Linked DNA regions of Mus musculus: all the other regions are linked to region 3. Evidence: chromatin contacts called from public HiChIP or PLAC-seq and promoter capture Hi-C data. All regions are on one chromosome and are shown on one strand. Each heading gives the region's core, a stretch centred on a gene start, on an enhancer-like site or on the middle of the called end of the contact. The rest is flanking DNA. Distances are from core to core; before and after follow the strand shown.

Evidence for each region. HiChIP or PLAC-seq counts read pairs in DNA pulled down with a chosen protein or histone mark. Capture Hi-C pulls out chosen DNA fragments and counts their contacts.
Region 1: an H3K27ac HiChIP or PLAC-seq map of microglia shows a contact between it and region 3, with 4 times the contacts expected there. The contact joins the enhancer-like site here to the promoter of Cul7 in region 3. A contact is called at or near these places in 6 of 39 promoter capture datasets (the 3T3-L1 cell line, the C10 cell line, embryonic stem cells and 2 more), 15 of 484 Hi-C or Micro-C datasets (the Ba/F3 cell line, the G1E-ER4 cell line, the HPC-7 cell line and 7 more), 17 of 115 datasets of contacts at active chromatin or transcription factors (the HPC-7 cell line, bone marrow-derived macrophages, craniofacial prominence and 12 more) and 3 of 9 other capture datasets (adipose tissue, liver and pancreatic islet).
Region 2: a promoter capture Hi-C map of adipose tissue shows a contact between it and region 3. The contact joins the promoter of Bicral here to the promoter of Cul7 in region 3. A contact is called at or near these places in 1 of 39 promoter capture datasets (embryonic stem cells), 3 of 115 datasets of contacts at active chromatin or transcription factors (double positive thymocytes and embryonic stem cells) and 3 of 9 other capture datasets (adipose tissue, liver and pancreatic islet).

What each region holds. Positions count from the first base shown.
Region 1 is chr17:46,519,152-46,522,072 of GRCm38.p6, reverse strand. Cul9 (cullin 9) reads left to right here. Exons shown (of 41, transcript NM_001081335.2): 20 at 89-222; 21 at 558-737; 22 at 917-1,032; 23 at 1,118-1,300; 24 at 1,431-1,591; 25 at 1,833-2,061; 26 at 2,142-2,328. Among named protein-coding and RNA genes, the nearest start is that of Dnph1, 24 kb to the right of the region's middle. Within about 2 kb of position 1,337, at least 34 of the 459 cell types and tissues checked have an H3K27ac peak or open chromatin away from gene starts, as enhancers often do. A contact at or near this core is called in bone marrow-derived macrophages, differentiating embryonic stem cells, microglia and 2 more, where this site is marked.
Region 2 is chr17:46,829,818-46,832,978 of GRCm38.p6, reverse strand. Bicral (BRD4 interacting chromatin remodeling complex associated protein like) reads left to right here and starts at 1,566. Exons shown (of 11, transcript NM_001100452.1): 1 at 1,566-2,028; 2 at 2,866-2,914; 3 at 2,999-3,067. The coding sequence starts at 1,988.
Region 3 is chr17:46,649,048-46,651,802 of GRCm38.p6, reverse strand. Cul7 (cullin 7) reads right to left here and starts at 1,465. Exons shown (of 26, transcript NM_025611.5): 1 at 1,088-1,465; 2 at 1-366. The coding sequence starts at 358. Mrpl2 (mitochondrial ribosomal protein L2) reads right to left here. Exons shown (of 7, transcript NM_025302.4): 6 at 2,695-2,755; 7 at 1,671-1,919. The coding sequence ends at 1,707.

The DNA.
Region 1 (2,921 bases), core at 88-2,587, 130 kb after region 3:
GTAGGGGCCATAGAGATGCTGTTGGCAGCTGAGCAGTGAGGGGTGAGGGAGTCCGCCTTTAATCCGGCCATGTACTTTTTATTTCCAGACTGAACAGAGTTTTGCGCCATGAACAGAATTTTGCCGATCGCTTTCTCCCTGATGACGAGGCCGCCCAAGCACTGGGCAAGACCTGCTGGGAGGCGCTGGTCAGCCCCCTGGTGCAGAACATCACGTCTCCCGGTAACCACCCACACCCGGCCCACACCCATCTCCTCACAATCCTCAGGGGTCACCTGTGTTGATGTTCTTGGTTCTCTTGGCTCCTGGATTTGTCCCCTCATTGGCCTGTTCACTCTTCGATGTTCCTCTCTCCTTCCCACCCCAGGACACCCCGGACACTGGTATTTGAATCTCCCCCTCCGCACCAGCCCTGCCCTGTCGCCATGTCCCTGGGCTCTGGCTGAAGCCAGCTGTGGGCTCTGCCTCCCTCAAATCTTTTCTGTCTAACTGAACCTGCGCCTTGCTCCTCGGTCAGCCCACTTCACAGACACCCATTCCTGACCTGTCTTTTTCAGATGCAGGAGGTGTGAGCTCCCTGGGGTGGCTGCTGGACCAGTACCTGGAACACAGGGAGAGTACGCGGAGCCGCCAGGGTCCTGCAGCTTCCTTTGCTTCCCAAGTTCGGCGCCTGTGCCACTTGCTGGTACATGTGGAAGCCCCTCCTGGGCCTTCTCCTGAGCCATCCTCGCAGCCCCGTGAGTCCAGTGCCCCTGTTGGGCTGAGAGTCTGTGCTGTGGGGCTATGAGGCTCCTTCCTCCTCTGCCTCTCTAGGAACTCCGGAACTCTGTGACCTTTCCAGGAGATAAACACTGAAGACCCAGGGCCCACTCAGAGGCCAGAGTGACACAGCTCCTCTGCCCTCTTGTTTCCACAGTCAGCAAGAACAGTAAGGGTCAGGATGGAAGCCCCACACCGGCACCTACTCCGGTCTGTCCCAGCACCAGCCTTCGGAACCTCACCCAGTGCTGGCTGAGTGTGGTGCAGGGACAGGTAGGCAGATGCAAGCCCTGGCAGGCAGGCAGAACGGAACACAAGCAGGCATTCCCTTGTGTCACTTCTTACTCTATCACTTCAGGTCAGCAGATTCCTGGCCGCAGCCTGGAGGGCCTCAGACTTTGTGCCCCGTTACTGTAGTCTCTATCAACGCTTGCAAAGCGCGGGCTCAGAGCTGTTCGGGCCGCGGGCAGCCTTCACTCTGGCTCTGCGCAGTGGCTTCTCCGGAGCTCTGCTGCAGCAGTCCTTCCTCACGGCTGCTCACGTGAGTCCTGCCAAGCTCCAGGCCCCAGCTGTTGCCCTGTACCATCTCCTCCCCTTCCGTTTCCCCTCCTTCCCTTCCCCTCTCTAACCCTCTTACGCTGCTTGTCTGAATCCCATTCCGTTGTCCCCAGATAAGCGAACAGTTTGCTAGGCACATTGACCAACAAATCCACGGTGGTTTGCTTGGCGGAGCGGCTGGAGTGGGGATGCTGGGGCGGCTCCAGCGGCACCTAGAGCCCATCATGGTCCTTTCTGGCCTAGAGCTGGCCACGACGTTTGAGCACTTCTATCAGTGAGTTGCATTCTGGAGAGGTCGGGGACAGGAGGCTTAGAGGCCAGAGAAGGGGACGGATGGAGGGTTAAGGGGAGATGAGGCAGGAGGCCTGGGGAAGTTAAGCCATGGTGGGAGCCAGGTGCTGGTAGGGATGTAACTAATGTGAGCTGCAACACAGACTCACCTTTAGGAGGAGAAGGCTGGGCCTGGGCCATGCTGACGCCCACACTGAGACCTGGGCTGGCTGTGTGCGCTGCAGGCATTACATGGCTGACCGTCTCCTGAGCTTGGGCTCGAGCTGGCTGGAGGGGGCTGTGCTGGAGCAGATCGGTCCCTGCTTCCCCAACCGCCTCCCGCAGCTGATGCTGCAAAGCCTGCACACCTCAGAGGAGCTGCAGCATCGCTTCCACCTCTTCCAGCTGCAGCAGCTCGACAGGCAGCTCTTGGAGCAGGGAGACCAGGAGGAATGGAGGCCAGAGAAAGTGGAGGTGAGGGTCAGGGAGGAGAGAGCGGCAGGCAGAGAGCACAGACCCACTAAGAAAGCTCATGGGTTCCTCTCACTCCCCAGGAAGATGATGAGGGACAGGAGACTGGAAGAGAACTCTTTACAGACCCAGGACCAGCCATTTCCGTCCTGGTCCTGTCACCGCGCTGCTGGCCGGTCTCCCCACTGTGCTATCTGCACCACCCCAGAAAGCACCTACAGGCGGAGCTCTGCGATGCCCTGGAGCGCTTCTCCAGCTTCTACAGCCACAGTGAGGAGCTGGGGACAGGAAGCTGGAGCTTGAGATGTGTCCCGGGTGGCAGCAGAGGAAAAGGAGAGGCCACCAGGCAGGAGTGTGCACATAGGACCAGAGTCGTGCTAGGTTGGGCAGTGTCTTGTGGGAGGGTGCAGAAGAGTGAGAATAGTCACGTGGATGCTTGCTCTCTTCTTCAGCATCCTGGGTACCAGTTCTGTTTGCGTTTTCTGTCTTCACATTGTCTGCCCACTTCGTTTCCAGTCATGGAGACATCTTTCCAAATAAAAATATTGAAGGCTATTCATCCCCATCATTTTAGCCACATCCTATGGCTTTGGGTTTGTTTGGGTTTTTTGTTTTGTTTTGATTTTGTTTTTGTTTTCTACATTTGTATTAGTATATAAGTAGTATTCAGTAGAAGGCTCAATGAGTTTATATACCTCTATGCAGCCATGATCAAGGTGGTCTCCTAGGTCAAGAGGCAGAACATTCCAGTACCTAGCAGGCTTCTCCCCCCATTTAACCATTCCAGTCAGTATGTCCCTTTGATCTCTCCTGTCACCATCAACTTTTGCCTGTACCTGTGCTTTAGCTGACAGGACCATGGT
Region 2 (3,161 bases), core at 317-2,816, 180 kb before region 3:
CTGCCTCCCAAGGGCTGAAAATACAGATGTCACCTCGTCACCATGCCTGGCTTGTGTAACAAATCCAGCATACCCAGTTGATGATAGTTTTCCTGTTTCCTTCCCAGTCTTGTTTTCAAAAGTCATGTGTGCAGGAACATTGGTGCCAATGTGACCTCAAATGACTCCTGCCTGGGTCCTAAAGAGCCCATTTCTCATGGCTGGCTGCTCTTAGCTTCAGTAGCCAACAGCTTCTGCTTCATGTATCCCACTCTCCTTCCTTCTCCCTCACCCATCCTCTCTCCCCACCCTGCACTCTGCTCAGTGGATTATAATCAGCCCAGTCACTCCGCAACCCTTCGAATCCAGCCACCTACAGGAGGGTCCCACATCAGGAAACTTACCCTTCCACATTCTTCTAGAGTAGAGAAAGTGTCCTTCCCCGTGGCAGGAGGGAATACCACAGCTGTTAGGCCTTATGATTGGTTTGGAGGAACTAATGGGAGAAGGAAGTTTGAACAGAGAAAAATCTCTCCTTAAGACTCACCCTTCCCTCTGCCTTTTCTGGGTATGCCCCTCCTCTGGGCATCTCTTCAGGATTTCATTCCTGCGTCCAACTGCCGTTCACAACTGCCCTTTCCAACTGCTCCAGAACTCTTGGCCCTGGTGTTCTGTGATGTAAATTATTCCACGCATGGCTTGAAATGGGTGAGAAGCAGGGTTGCCAGGTGTCGGGTCACTAGTGTAAGTTGACTGGCTCTCGGGGGAGAACCACGGCTGGAATTTGTTCAGTTGTTACAGTCTGGGCCAGAGCTGTGCTGGCCATGCTTGTGGCTGCTGCAGGCAGAGAGAGGGAGCTCCGAGCTGCAGTGGGGAGAACTTGGGCTGCAGTTTCTACTTTAAACATTCCTGGTCCAGCTATGGACTATTCGGCATTGAACTTGGACAGTATTTCTGCACTGGGAAGCACCCAAGGCCCACGACCAGAGCCTGTATGGCTTGCACCACAGGGCCTCCTGGTCTGTCTCCAAATGTGGGGAGAACCCGCATTCTGCCTTCCCAAAGATCACCAAAATACGTTGAGAAGTCGGAGTTGCTCTCAGTGTTTAGACGCATCCGGTCACAACCCTGAAGGACTTCAGAATCTGAGAGCTTTCCTAAAGCAAAATTTTGTCTCTGCCCTTACTCATTCTACGTTTGATGGCATAAGTCCTCCTTCATGGTCTCTCTCGGGAATCTGCATGTGGCCGGTGGCTGCAGCTATCTTAGATGTGTCTAAACTCTTTGGACCTCTATGTTGAAACTGATTTATAGGAGAAACAATTTAAGTCAAAAATGTATTCAAGTAACTGTTAATTTCACATATTTCTACCTTTTTGTTGTTGTTGTTGTTTTTCGAGACAGGGTTTCTCTGTGTAGCCCTGGCTGTCCTGGAACTCACTTTGTAGACCAGGCTGGCCTCAAACTCAGAAATCCGCCTGCCTCTGCCTCTGCCTCCCGAGTGCTGGGATTAAAGGCGTGCGCCACTACGCCTGGCACCTTTTGTTTTTGTTTTTGTTTTTGTTTTTGTTTTTTGTTTTTGACATGGGGTCTCATGTAGCCCAGGCTGGCCTCAACCTTGTCATGTAGGCAAGGGTAGCCTTCACCTCCTGATCCTCCTGTCTCTGCCTTCCAACTCCTGGGATCAAGGTGTTTGCCAGTGTGTCTGGCTTGCTTGGCTATTTGTTTATTTACTTATGAGCTGCGGTCTTGCTATTGTCCAGGCTGACCTTGAACTCTTGGACTCAAGTTCCCTTCCTTACTGAGTCCTACCTGAGTGGCCAGGACTACTGGCAAATGACACTGTGCCCACCAGCCACAACATTTTTCCCATGGTAGGCTTGATAGGTGACTAGGGAAAGCTCCCGTGCTGACAGTTGTGTGGAGGCTCAGCGTGCTCCACTGCATCCATATTGCTGGCCGCCCTGCTCCGACTCACTGCCTCCCTCCCTCTCTCCTTGCAGTTGTCATGGATGATGACGATGACTCCTGTCTCCTCGATCTTATTGGGTAAGATGCTCCTGTGGGGCCCAGGGTGGACCGCTCGTGTGAGGTGTGAGGAGTAGAAAGAGCTCTGTAGCTATCTTAAGCTCCTGGCCTTTTAAAATAAAAAATAATACTTTACCATGGTTACAGCAATAACTAGCACAGAGAGTTTGTGTGTTTGTTTGTTTGTACTAAGATTTTGTTATACCAGGCAGTGGTGGCACACACCTTTAATCCCAGCACTTGGGAGGCAGAGGCAGAGGCAGGCAGATTTCTGAGTTTGAGGCCAGCCTGGTCTACAGAGTGAGTTCCAGGACAGCCAGGGCTACACAGAGAAACCCTGTCTCAGAAAACAAAAATAAATAAATAAACAAATAAATAAGATTTTATTTATTTTATGTATAAAGTACACTGTCATTGTCTTCAGAAGAGGGCATCAGATCACATACAGATGGTTGTGAGCCACCATGTGGTTGCTGGGATTTGAACTCAGGACATCAGGAAGAGCAGTCAGTGCTCTTAACTGCCACAGAAAGGTAGTTTTACACACAGGTCATAACTCAGCAACCCATTCCTTTTGGTTTTACTTGTTATTTTTTTTAGTAAGTCTGGGGATGGCAGGCCAGGGTGTTGCTTAGTTTTATTTTTAGCTCACCAAGCAAGGGCAAGGTCCAAGTTCACCCCCCAGGACTGAAGCAGTAGGCGCTTCCCAGAGACAGAAGTGTAGAAAATGGTTTAAAATGGAGAGATTTCACTGGAGCTAGTGTTTCGTTTCTTTTTGCCTTATATAACTATCAGCAGCTATTTACGTAGAAGTAGCAGTACTTACTTGTTTCACTCTCTCACTTCCTTCTTTTCTAGAGACCCACAAGCATTGAACTATTTTCTGCACGGACCTAGCAGTAAATCGGTAAGTGACAGACAAGTGTCTCAGGCTCGGCTTTTGTCTCTCCAAGCCCTGCAGTAACTGCCATGTTGAATTCCCCCTCTGCAGGGCAGCGATGATGTGACGAACGCAGGGTATTCTGCAGCCAATTCTAATTCAATTTTCGCCAACTCCACGGTGAGTGCTGAAAACCAGACCTGAAGCCTTTCTGTCTCAAGGAAACCTTACAAGAGAGGCTTCGATTGCCTCTGTAGAGTGCAAAGAATCATTA
Region 3 (2,755 bases), core at 216-2,715:
GGGCCCTCTGAATCAAGGACTTCACATCTGTTTCCATCTCCCCCAGCACAGACTTGTCGAGGGCCCCTGCCTCAGTGGACTCCCGGGAAGGTGCGATGACTTGGCCATTCTCGCCCAGCATCTTGTGGCAGTTGGCATAGATCTCATCGTCAGACATCCATAACAGGATATGCTCAGCCTTGCAGTCCACTGTAGAGTCCCGGTCCCCATCATCCCCGCGCCTGAGGATGAGCCAGCGGATCTGATACTCGGGGTGCCCATTATGGCCAACCCGTTGGCGGATCAATTCATCCGGATACGCGTGCAAGCCAGGCCCCAGGGGCACCCTGAATTCCCTGTATCGTAGCTCCCCTACCATCGTGGCACCTGAGACACACAAGGAAGAGAGAAAAGGCAAGCTAGAGTGAGAGGGAGGTCAGAAAACAAGGGCATCCAGGAGTTGGAGGAGCGAAAGCAGCAACAGCTGTTATTCTGGGTGGGGTAAAGTTGGGCCTGCTTCGGCCGGTGAGACCTGGACTGGACAGAAGAACATTGCGGAGTTTGTTATTCAAGAGCAAAATATTGGAGCTAAGAGGTCTCTAAGGCTCGCAGCCTCGAGTGGGTTTGGTTCGGAACACCCGGAAGGGCAGTGGCATAGAGCAGTGTTGGATTTACAAATGAAGCCCAAGGTCCTGGGACAGATAAAAGTAATTTAGGGAAACGGGTGTGTGGGGGCCCAGAACTGTGTCGGAGGGGGATGCGGTCTCTAAATTGAAGCACTGGATTGTGAGGCCCAAAGGAAAGGGCACAGAAATGGCCATCAGCAAAGCACGATGGGCTGGGAGAAGGGGAAGGTATGGGAGACATCCATGACCAGAGGCGCGAGGCCGGGAGAAGGGTGCATCAGGGGTCCGATGGATAAGCGGCGCGAGGCTTGGTGGATGGGAATCAAGACCCGAGAAGGTCCGGAAAGGGCGTGGTGGGATAGGATGGGGAGGTAGGCCCAGTAAAGGATAGTCCCGAAGCACGGTTGGGAAGGAGACGCGAGGCTCCGCGGTCGATCGGAAGCCCAGAATAGGGGCAGGGGCTGCGGTGGGGCTCTGGCCACCTCAGAAGTCCGCCGGGATCCTGGCGCGAGGCCTGTCCTTTGCAGAGCTAGGGACGCGCGGAACACGATGGCGGCTGCGGCGCTGGCGAGTGTTTGGGCCCCGCCTGGGCCCCCTGAAGGGGTCTAGGCGCAGAGGAGGGGGCGTGCCTCTGCAGGAGACAGGCGGGCAGAGGGCGTGACCAGCAGAGGCCTCCGAGGCGCGCCGGCGCACTGCCTGCTGCAGGGTGGAGCCTAGTCCTGGCTGGTGCTCCAGGCGCTCCGAGGCTCCGCCGCCTGCTCCAGCCACCGCTCGCTTCCGCCTGATTTAGCGGAAAGCTGGGGGCCGGGGGCCATCAGCGGGCGGAGTAGCGGGTGCCACCTGGACGACGCAGCCCTCCAGTCCTGCACCGCCCTTTCCTCTTCCTCTTAGTCCTCCTTCCTGCTGCCGGAAGTGCCTTCCCATTTCCCAAAGCCAGAACTGGATAGGACCTTGGAGGTCATTTCTGCCCCCTCCCCATCCGTTTTTCCATCCTCTTCCCTCTATCCCTGTTTACTTCTTGTCCATTCTGTACCGCGCCCTCCCAAGTGAAAAGGTAGTAAGAGATAAAAACAAGAGACATTTTATTAGAGTCCAGGGCAATCAGTTTTGGGCAGCAGCGGAGGGCAGCTTCACATAACTCTTCATGGGTGGTAGTGGCCGAATCTTTCGGCCGGCCCAGCCTCCCTTGCGTTGCCACAGCCCACTGTTAGGCCTCTTGCCCAGCCAGCGGTTCCTTCCTGCCTTGCCGATGACCCGCTGGTTATGGTTAACGTTGGATACTCGGCCTACAGTTGCAGTGCATGACTCCAGCACCTGACAAGAGAAGCAGACAAGAACGCACCGGTGGGGACACGAGGCTGGCAGGGCAGTGTTGGGAACACTACTCTGGGTGACTTCTTACACTCAATGAGGGACGGGAGAAGGGAGAAACACAAAACATTAGAATATAAACGTGGGTCCAACAATGAATTAAAAGTTAAGGAAAAGACTCCCCATATCTATGTTTGTGTCTGTGGTTTTCTTTTGGAGTCAGGGTCTGGGAAGGTATGTAGTCTTGGCTGACCTGGCACTGCACCAAGACACCCCTGCCTCTGACTCTTGAGAGATGGGATTAAAAGCCAGTTCCAACCTGGTGGTTCAACCTACGTCTTTTTCTGGTTTTTTGAGAAAGCCTAGGTGGCTTGCTTCTTTTGCCTCAGTGTCTGGGATGCTGGGGTTACAGACACGGATGGCCCGGCCTGGCTGGGAAGGGCATCTCGACTCTAAAGTTCCAGCCTGATATGGCATGCTTAGTCAGGTAGCAGAAACAGAGCAGACACAGAGGGAGGCACTGCCTGGCATCATAAACACTTGGGAGACACTGAGGGACATTCTAAAACTTCCTTCTCTTTTTCTTTTTGTTTTTTGAGGTAGGGTTTCTCTGTGTAGCCCTGGCTGTCCTGGAACTCACTCTGTAGACCAAGCTGGCCTTGAACTCAGAAATCCACCTGCCTCTGCCTCCCAAGTGCTGGGATTAAAGGCATGCGTCACCACTGCCCGGCCAAAACTTCCTTCTTTGCTGACCCCTCCCATCTGTGCCCATACACACCTGCATTTGCCTCTTCGAGGGCAGCTGGATAATGGCTGTCCCGTTCACCTTCCGAAGCAGC